2 separate regions of the Mus musculus genome follow, and region 1 is linked to region 2. The links are chromatin contacts, called in public Micro-C maps. All regions are on one chromosome and are shown on one strand. The core of a region is the stretch at or near the end of the contact, and the rest is flanking DNA. Distances in the headings are between cores, read along the strand shown.

What was found. A called contact is a pair of places that touch in the nucleus more often than the background predicts.
Region 1: a Micro-C map of muscle stem cells shows a contact between it and region 2, with 5 times the contacts expected there. The contact joins the promoter of Pimreg here to the enhancer-like site in region 2. A contact is called at or near these places in 3 of 39 promoter capture datasets (HPC-7-derived erythroid cells, liver and macrophages), 1 of 15 datasets of contacts at CTCF or cohesin (CD8 T cells), 9 of 484 Hi-C or Micro-C datasets (the C10 cell line, CD4 T cells, LSK cells and 4 more), 1 of 115 datasets of contacts at active chromatin or transcription factors (fibro-adipogenic progenitors) and 4 of 9 other capture datasets (adipose tissue, liver, macrophages and 1 more).

Annotation. Positions count from the first base shown.
Region 1 is chr11:72,040,458-72,044,728 of GRCm38.p6, reverse strand. Pimreg (PICALM interacting mitotic regulator) reads right to left here and starts at 2,227. Exons shown (of 6, transcript NM_144526.3): 1 at 2,195-2,227; 2 at 1,392-1,712. The coding sequence starts at 1,679. It also overlaps a transcript of Aipl1 not described here.
Region 2 is chr11:71,975,859-71,979,981 of GRCm38.p6, reverse strand. No RefSeq gene overlaps it. Among named protein-coding and RNA genes, the nearest start is that of Gm46262, 7.4 kb to the right of the region's middle. Within about 2 kb of position 2,546, at least 12 of the 459 cell types and tissues checked have an H3K27ac peak or open chromatin away from gene starts, as enhancers often do. A contact at or near this core is called in muscle stem cells, where this site is marked.

The DNA of each region.
Region 1 (4,271 bases), core at 978-3,477, 65 kb before region 2:
ACTAACTCAGAGAGTGAGGGAGGCTCAGTTTTCTGGATGCCAGCTCTGGATCCTACCTTAGTCCTATTCTTTCTCTTCCCTCCTCCATCTCAGTCTAACATACTTCAATGACAGGTCTGCTCATAACACTTAATTGCTCTGAGCCCTTCCATGGCTCCCAATAATCTACAGGGCTGAGTCCCAACCCTTGGATCTTCAACATGTGGCTGGGTCAAACAGCCTTGCTAGATTGTCTTTGCCTTGGCAAACCAGAACCCAGAAGTTGGAGCAAGGCCCGAGATAAGTTTTCATGAGTTGGGTGACCTTAGACAAACTGTCACATTTCATTGTTCTGAGCTATAGCGATGTTGAAAGCAATCTTAGGGCTCTTCCAAGTCAGAGCTAGACTTTGGCAAGGAGACCTCTCTGTGGAGTCGTCAGAGGCCTCTGCTCTCTCCCTACACCATCAGAATGCCAGCAAGATGCCAGGGGCCATTCCCCCTTCTCTTCTTAGAGGTCTGCTCATTCTCATAGCTTCTGTCCTGTCCAGGGGACACCTGCCCACATCTCCAGCTCCAGGTTTAAAGACCTAGGTGGGGTCAACATGATATCGTAACAGGTACATCTTCTTGCCACCAAACCAGGCAACTCGTGTGATCTCCAGAACCCACACGGTGGAGGGAGACCTTATTCCTTCTCTGACCTCCAGACAAGTACCACTGCATAAGCGCTCCTCCCATAGATAAATATTAAAACATTAAAAGAAGATATCTGCTCGAAGGCTCTTGGACACACCACACACAAACACCACCCCTCAAATCTGCCTTCTGAACCGCTCAGGAAGTTGCACCCTTTCTGCAAGCCCCGCTCCTCTGCCTTTTTCTACCAAATAGTTGACAGCTAAGGTGTAAGAGTGTGACTGGGAGACTTTAAATGGGGGTCAGCACACAGGATCACCTCTCTCACTATACTGACTGCTTAGCTTCACACTGGGGACTCTTCTCTTCAGCATCCACGCTGGACTCACTCACAGCATCCCACTGGCCCTGTGCCTACATACACCTCCCCTTTCCTGAGTGATCTTGGAAGAGTCACCTATTCTAGGAAGTCTTTATCCACTAAGCTTGAGACTGGTATCTCTTTATAGATAGCCATTTCCTGCAATTTTCTATCACAGGACATGGCAGGTCACCTTGCATGGGGAACACCAATTTCTTCCATGACTTTATTCACCTACTGATTTGTTGGGAAACTATTATGTGCCAGAATGACCGGGGTTCTGGGAAAATGGCAAGAACCTAATCAAACCCCAAGACCCCATGGAGTCTATATTCCTGGGGTCTCCCTGAGGATAGGGACAGTCAACACCAAGGACGCTTCTGTAAACAGACGGCTGGTGGTGTCATTGTTACCTGGGACATGGCACCCAAGGCGCTTTTGGCTGAGCGAGCTGCAGCCTGAAGACCTTGCTGCTCTGGCTCTGGACTTTCCAGGCGTTTCCAGGAGGGGCCGTTACCGAGGTTCAGGCTGACCGCTCTCAGAGGCAGCCTCCTTTGGAATTGTCTGCACAGGGAGCCCAAGGGACCGGTCTCCGGATGACCCCCAGCAGACCGGGTCACCTCCTTCTTCTCTAGCTGTTCCTCCTTTAGGAGTGATCGTCTGCGCACAGAGGTCCTCATGCCCTGCCACTGAGACGCCATGTGCTTGGTCCAGTTTCCGCTGCCCGCTAGATCCTGGGGAGGTCAAAAGGTCATCAAAGTACTCCCTGACCCCATTCCAAGGCTCCAGGGACCTTGGGAACTGGGAAAGAGATGAAGTGGAACCTCGCGGGGTAGGCCTGTTGGGCAATTGTGGATGCCAGAAAGATGACCAATGGCATCATGGTCAGCAGCTGCCTCCGTTGCAAGGCGGCAATTTGTCCGTCTTTCCATCCTAGCCTATTCCCCATAGGCTAAGTGGAGTGGCACACAGGTCACGGAGCCTCGGCGCTTACGCAGGGCACCAGCAGTATGCTGTTTTCACAAATTTTCCTCTCCGGAGCAGATTTAGCAATCCAGCCAAGGCCTCGGATCCGATGGGGCGTTTGCAACTCCTAGACATTCCCTTTGTCTTGTGGGTCCTATCCAGAGCTCCTGACCCGTTCCCCATTCAGAGCTCCCCGTGAGACCGTCCCCCACCCCCCTCCTTAAGCCCCTCGGTAACCCCGCATGCTCACCTCCCTGCTCGATACCCGGACCCGAAGATCAACACCCTCTCCTAGCCCACCGCAGCCGATTTGAAACTCCGCGCGGCCCCGCCCCGCCCCGGCGCTTGCAGCCCATTGGCCCTATCAGCCATCCACCACCGCCGCCCCGGATTTCGATTGGTCTTTTTCTCTCGTGACTGTAAATCCTGCTTTGGGATTGGCCTGGCCACGCCCATACATCGTTCGTAGACCCCCCACCTGGCTCGCCGCAGAGGGGTCCAGGTCGCCACCGGATCACTGTTACCGACCAGCCCGCCTCCCTACATCCCGGCTGCTTGGTCCCAGGCGACCGCGCCTAGTCCATCGTTCTCCCAAGCTCTCTTCTTCAAGCATGCAGGTCAGGGTGCAGGATGCTGCGGGGGTTCAGGTCACCGCCACCCAGGGCACGCGCCCCTTTCAGTCCTTCACCCCGCCTAACTTCTCTCCCACGATAAGTAGTTTTGTCAAAGCGATAGGCTGGGACTGCCGAGCTTTGCGATCCCTGGGAAGTTTTGTTTCAAATTCCCCGCGTAATTCTCTTCCTTCCTGCGAGATGGCCCTGCCCCTGTCTGTTCCTCAAACAAACACCCTGCTGGCGGCGCCCAAGAAAGCACATCTCAGAGGAGGGGACAGACTGTAGATCACCCTCTCCACAGTTAGGTCAGTTCCTCTGCCGGGTCTTGCTCTACGCATCTTTCAATCTTTCTTTCCTGTAGTCTGCCAGCAAGCTAAAAAAACAAAACAAGAAACAAAGACGACGACGACAAACAACAGCAACCCAGGCTGGGTCACTTTCTCCCATGCTTTCATTTTTATGGTTTTGACTTTTTTTAAAAAAAATATTTTTATTTTTAATTATATGTCTCTGTGCATGTAAATGCCTGTGGGGTGGCGTGGTGGCGACACAGAAGAGGAAGTCAGACCCTCTGGAGCTGGAGTTAGAGGTGGTTGGTTCTAACTGGCCACACTCAGCCTCCCCAAGATTGAAATCAAGGGGCCTGGCGTGCCACCACAATGGGGCCTTCTTATCGGTCCTCAAAAAAGAATTTCTCTTCTCCCTCCTCTCTCCTTTCCTCAGCCTGGAGTGAGACTCCTAGAGACTCTTCAGGCCTCTTCCTGGTGTCAGGATTGTCTGACCCTCTCCTGACCTCAGTGTTTACCTCCCAACCCCCTATAATAATAATGGTTGATTTGTGTGTAGCACTTGCAAACACTCCCTTTCTATCAGCAAGCCCAGTTTATCCCCAGTGCTCTGCAGCTCTGTGAGGTAGCTGGGGTGTGGAGAGACTGGCCGTACACTTCACTCACTAACTGTAGCAGGGTGAAGGACCCAAAGGCCATGCATGCAGGGACGTTGTCTGTGTGACCAGGGTTGACCCCCTCACTGTTGCTCCTCAGACCCCACCCTTTTCCAGCTGGGGTCTCTCCCTTGACTCCTGAAGCCAGCACTCTTCTGGGTCCTGTCACCTCCTGCTGGCTGCATAAAGCCAACAGAGCCAAGACACTGGTTCCCTGCTCCCCCAAAGTCTCTCTAATCTCACCAAGGGGAACTTGTGACTTATTAAACTCTGTGCTTTCTTCCTTCTTACACCCATGGGTCTCAAGTTCAGCATGTGTAGAGAGACAAGTATTTCCAGACCAAATCTCCAATAATCAATCAGAGAACTGTACCGTTATCTAAACGTGAGACCTTGACAATGAGCTGGCTAGGCAGAGGATATGTTTGTAGGCATTTATCTTTGTGACTGTGTGTTTGTGTTTTGTTTTTTGCACAGGACATATCATGTTTAAGACCACTCTTTGAAAGAAACCACACACACATACACACACACACACACACACACACACACACACACACACACACACACAAACACTCCCCTCTCTCTCTCTCTGTCTCTCTCTCTGTCTCTCTCTCTCTGTCTCTGTCTCTCTCTCTGTCTGTCTCTCTCTGTCTCTGTCTGTCTCTCTCTGTCTCTGTCTTTCTCTCTCTGTCTGTCTCTCTCTGTCTCTCTGTCTCTCTCTGTCTCTCTCTCACACACACACACAACCCCAAACAAATCTCCCTGAA
Region 2 (4,123 bases), core at 1,297-3,796:
CATGTTTATGGAAACCTTACACCATCCCTACAAATATGCATGACTATGTATCAATTAGGAACTTCTTTTTAATTGGAAAAAAATTCCCATCTTGGTTTATTTTATATTGCTGTGATAAAATGTCATAGTCAAAAGCACTGTGAGTGGGTAGGGGTGCTTATTTGGCATACGATGCAGGTGTTAGAGTCCATCACGAAGGGAAATTGAGGCAGGAACTCAAGGCAGGAACCTGGAGGCAGAGAACAGAAGCAGAGACCATGGAGGATGCTGCTTACTGGCTTCCTCCCAGTAGCTTGCTCAGCCTGCTTTTGTATACCAATCAGGACCATCTACCCATAGCTGGCACTGTACCTAGTGGTCTTGCCCCCCCACAGCAATCATTAAGCAAGAAAATGTCCTACAGATCTACCTAGGGGCCAGACTTTTTTTTCTTTTTTTCCCAATTTAAATTCTCTCTTCTCAGGTGACCCTGGCTTGTGTCAAGTTGACAGAAAACAAACAAATCCCCAAACAAACCAGGACAACTGTTTACCATGATAGTTCATTTTACAACGTGTACTTTTATTTACTGGGATGTGTGCTATTTCTTACACGTTCTGACGCCAACTCTCCATCATCTATGAGTTATTGGACAGTCTTCTTGTTTTTCTGTTGGAGTCTTGGTGTTTTTCTTATTTGCTCTATATGATGGTTATCAGTCCTTTCTCTGTCTTAGGCTTTCCTCGGCTCTCCCTTAACCCGTGTTTAGGTTCACGGTTCTCTTGAAGTACTGGAGTTTGTAATGTTGTCATCAAATCTCTGCCACTTTTCTATGTCATCTGTCTCTCTCTGCTTGGCTAGCTCTTATCAGTTCATCCATCAGGTACATATTTGCACATATCACCTCCCATCCTTTTAAAAGATTCCATTTTTAAAATACCTAGCTTTTCAAATCAGCTCAGTATTGGTTCTTACCCATCCAGTCGTTTTTCTCTCTCACATTGCAAACTTTCACAGCGTTTAAACAGTTATATTTGTTCTTATAAACTTAAGAGGCTTCTGGTGCCACACATTTCTTATTATGTCGAATGAGCCCAGGTAAGAATGATGTCTCTTATCCCACAGATCTGCAGCCAGTGCTTTTCTTAGCACACACTCCTAATTATGTTAGCCTTGTCCTTGAGAACCTCGGGAGTGTATTTTAGTTAGGTTCCCATTGCTGTGATAAAACTTGGGGAGGAGATGGTTTGTTTTATCTTAGAGGTTGTACTCTATCATCCAGGGAAATCAGGGAAGAAACTCAAGGCAGGATCCTGGAGGCAGGGGCTGACAGAGCGCTGCTTATCCCTTTGCTCCTCGTGGTGAGTCTCGGCCTCCTCCTTCTCTCCCTTTTCCCGTTTCTATTTGTAAAGTAGGTAAAAGCACTTCTTGGTTCACAGGCTGTAGACAGCATGTACAGGCTGGAGATTAGGGACAAGCTGAAGGTTGCTGGACCCCCATCTGAATGGGATCGTGTTTGTTTCTGAGGCATGTTGGAATAAAGTCTCACAAACAGTGCAGCTTAGAATAATACAGGTTTATTGTTCCACCATTCTGGAGGCAGGGGGTCTGAGGCCAGGGCGGTGGCAGCACTATGCTTCCTGTAGATCAGCAGGGCAGTCCTTCCCCACGTCTGTCTGGCTTGTGGTGGACCCTGGCTTTCAATGATGTCCTTGGCTGAAGCTCTGTTACACCAATCCTGTTCTCATATGGTCTTCTCCTTGTGCCTGTGTCTTCACATGGTCACCTTCTGGTGAGGACACCAGCCACACCGGAGGAAGAACCTGCCTTGTTCCAGGGTAACCTCATCTTAACACATGGTATCTGCAACATTTCTATTTTCAAATAAGGTCACGTTCTGAGTGTTAGAGGGTGGAATTGCACAATACATGCTTTTTATTTGGATGGGGCACAGGGGAGTCAATTGATCACTTAATAACACCAATCATTTGGGGACTGATAATGCAAAAGTCTTTTCAGTGTTTAATAGTGTCCTAAACTAATTAATTTGTACCATTCTCACAAACTTAAAGCAATGCTTATTTATCCATCAATGTAATTTAAAATTTGTCTTGCCGTTAAGTACTTGGGATTTCTTCTTAAGTGAACTTGGCCTTTAGTTTTCTAAACTCATGGTTTTATTGTATCCAAACAATATGTAGCTTAGATTTCTGTGCTTGTCTATGCATGGGGACAGTTTTCACAGCAATATGAGCTATTATCCTGGGAAAATCTGAAAGAAGTCACCAGTAAACCTATGGCCTTTTACATTTATTTATTTATCAATTTGAAAAGATTTTTCTAATTCTGGATTTACTCCTTAGTTACAGCCCCGTCTCTCTTTGTGGATGGCCATATCTGAATCATCAGGACAATTGCTTGGAGGTACAGAGATGCTCTTTTGTACCGGACAAGTACTAGTAGTGGACAAGTACTCCCAACTGAATGAGAGCAAAGATAGGCTTTGGTTGTGAGCGATCACTTCAGGGGAGTAAGTGATGCAAGGATTTGCCTAAGGCACAGGCATGGCGCAGGCCGTGGCCATCCCAGGCACACCCACACATTCTGAAGTGCTTGTGTGGCGAGACTGCGCTCAGGGAAGTGTCTGTGCTGACATTCTGTTAGCAGACAGTGCCACCAGAAGTCATTGAGGCAAAGTGACCACAGCTGTCCTAAGCCTTCACTAGAACCTGACAAGCCATGCGGCTACTTAACAGCTTGGCACACTGAGGGCTCACGTGTCTCTCTCTCCACCACCCCTACCATGTTCCACGCTCCTCACAAGCCCAGGAGGACACCTGTTCTCTGTTGGGCACCCACAGGTAATGTGGCCAGAGTGACCCACTGAAAATGGGATTTCTGGCTGTTCTCTGGAGCTGCTGGAACCAACATGCTTTCCCATATGCTTGGACCTTCTTGCAATTCCTCCATCTGTTTCTGGGGAATGTGAAAGAATGTAATGATCTTTTCTGGGGTTATTAAACCGACAGCTGTTGTCATTAATAGAGGGCATTCTTCACTGTGGTGAGCAAACGCTAGTCATAACTCCAGCCTGTCGTTTGCGCTCTCAGTAATGACTAGTGCATTTGTCTCAAGACCAGGGTTATGAACACCGGGGGGTTCTAACGCCAGCTTTGAACATGATTCATCTTCAAAGCATGGGCGACCTCACTTCTTTTTTTTTTTTTTTTTTTTTTGTATTGCAGGCAGCTTTCGAGGCAAAAAAAAAATGTATAATTGGCAAAAACAAAATCCAATCTCCAAGCCATTGGCTTTCTTTGAAAATGAAGGAGTCTGGGTGCTAAAAAGCCAAGATTACATTTTACTGCGCATTTCAAATTATGGCTCATTTTCGGGTGGAATGTTAGCGGCAGAGAGAAACCAGCATTTACAGTTTGAATTGAAGAGTTTTTTTCCCCCTACTGTCACAGTTAGAAAGTAGGAGGCAGGGCTGCCTGCCACAGCAAACAGGGAAGAGAAGGCTGAACAGGAGACCTCCCCACCCCTGCTGGCCTTCTTCTGCCCCAAGGGCAGAGTGGGTCTCACTGCCTTGAGGTGTGGTCTTTGGGGTTCGTGTGTCCCAATACCAATAGCAGGAGGCAGTTTGTGGTGCACAAAACAGGGAAGGCAGTGAAGTATCTGGGTGTTCTTATTCTGGTAGCTCCTATGTGTCTGCCTTGGAAGTCAGGTTCTTAACCTGGGCTCTGACGGTGCTGTGCAGGACCCATTCTGGTGAGAAGCAGTGGGTACGAATAGCCAGGGTTGAGATAGGCCCACGAAGAGCGACCTTTACAATCACAGTGACAGTGGGTTTGGTCCCCTGGTGCTCTTTCTGCATGAGGCCAGGCACACCTTCGGTGGAAGTGGGCACTTAGGGGTTTGCTCTGGATCTTGGATCAGACAGATCTGAGTTTGACCCAAGGTCTAACAGCTAGGACATTAGGACCAAGGTCAGCCTTAAGGCCTTTGTTTGAAGCCCTCTCTGTTAAAGGGTGTGAAAAGTCAAAAGCCAAGGTTGGAGTGGGGTTCAATGGTTAAGACGACCAGAGTTTGAGTCCCAGCTCCAAGGTTGAGTGGTTGACAGCTGCTTATGAAACTCCAGCTG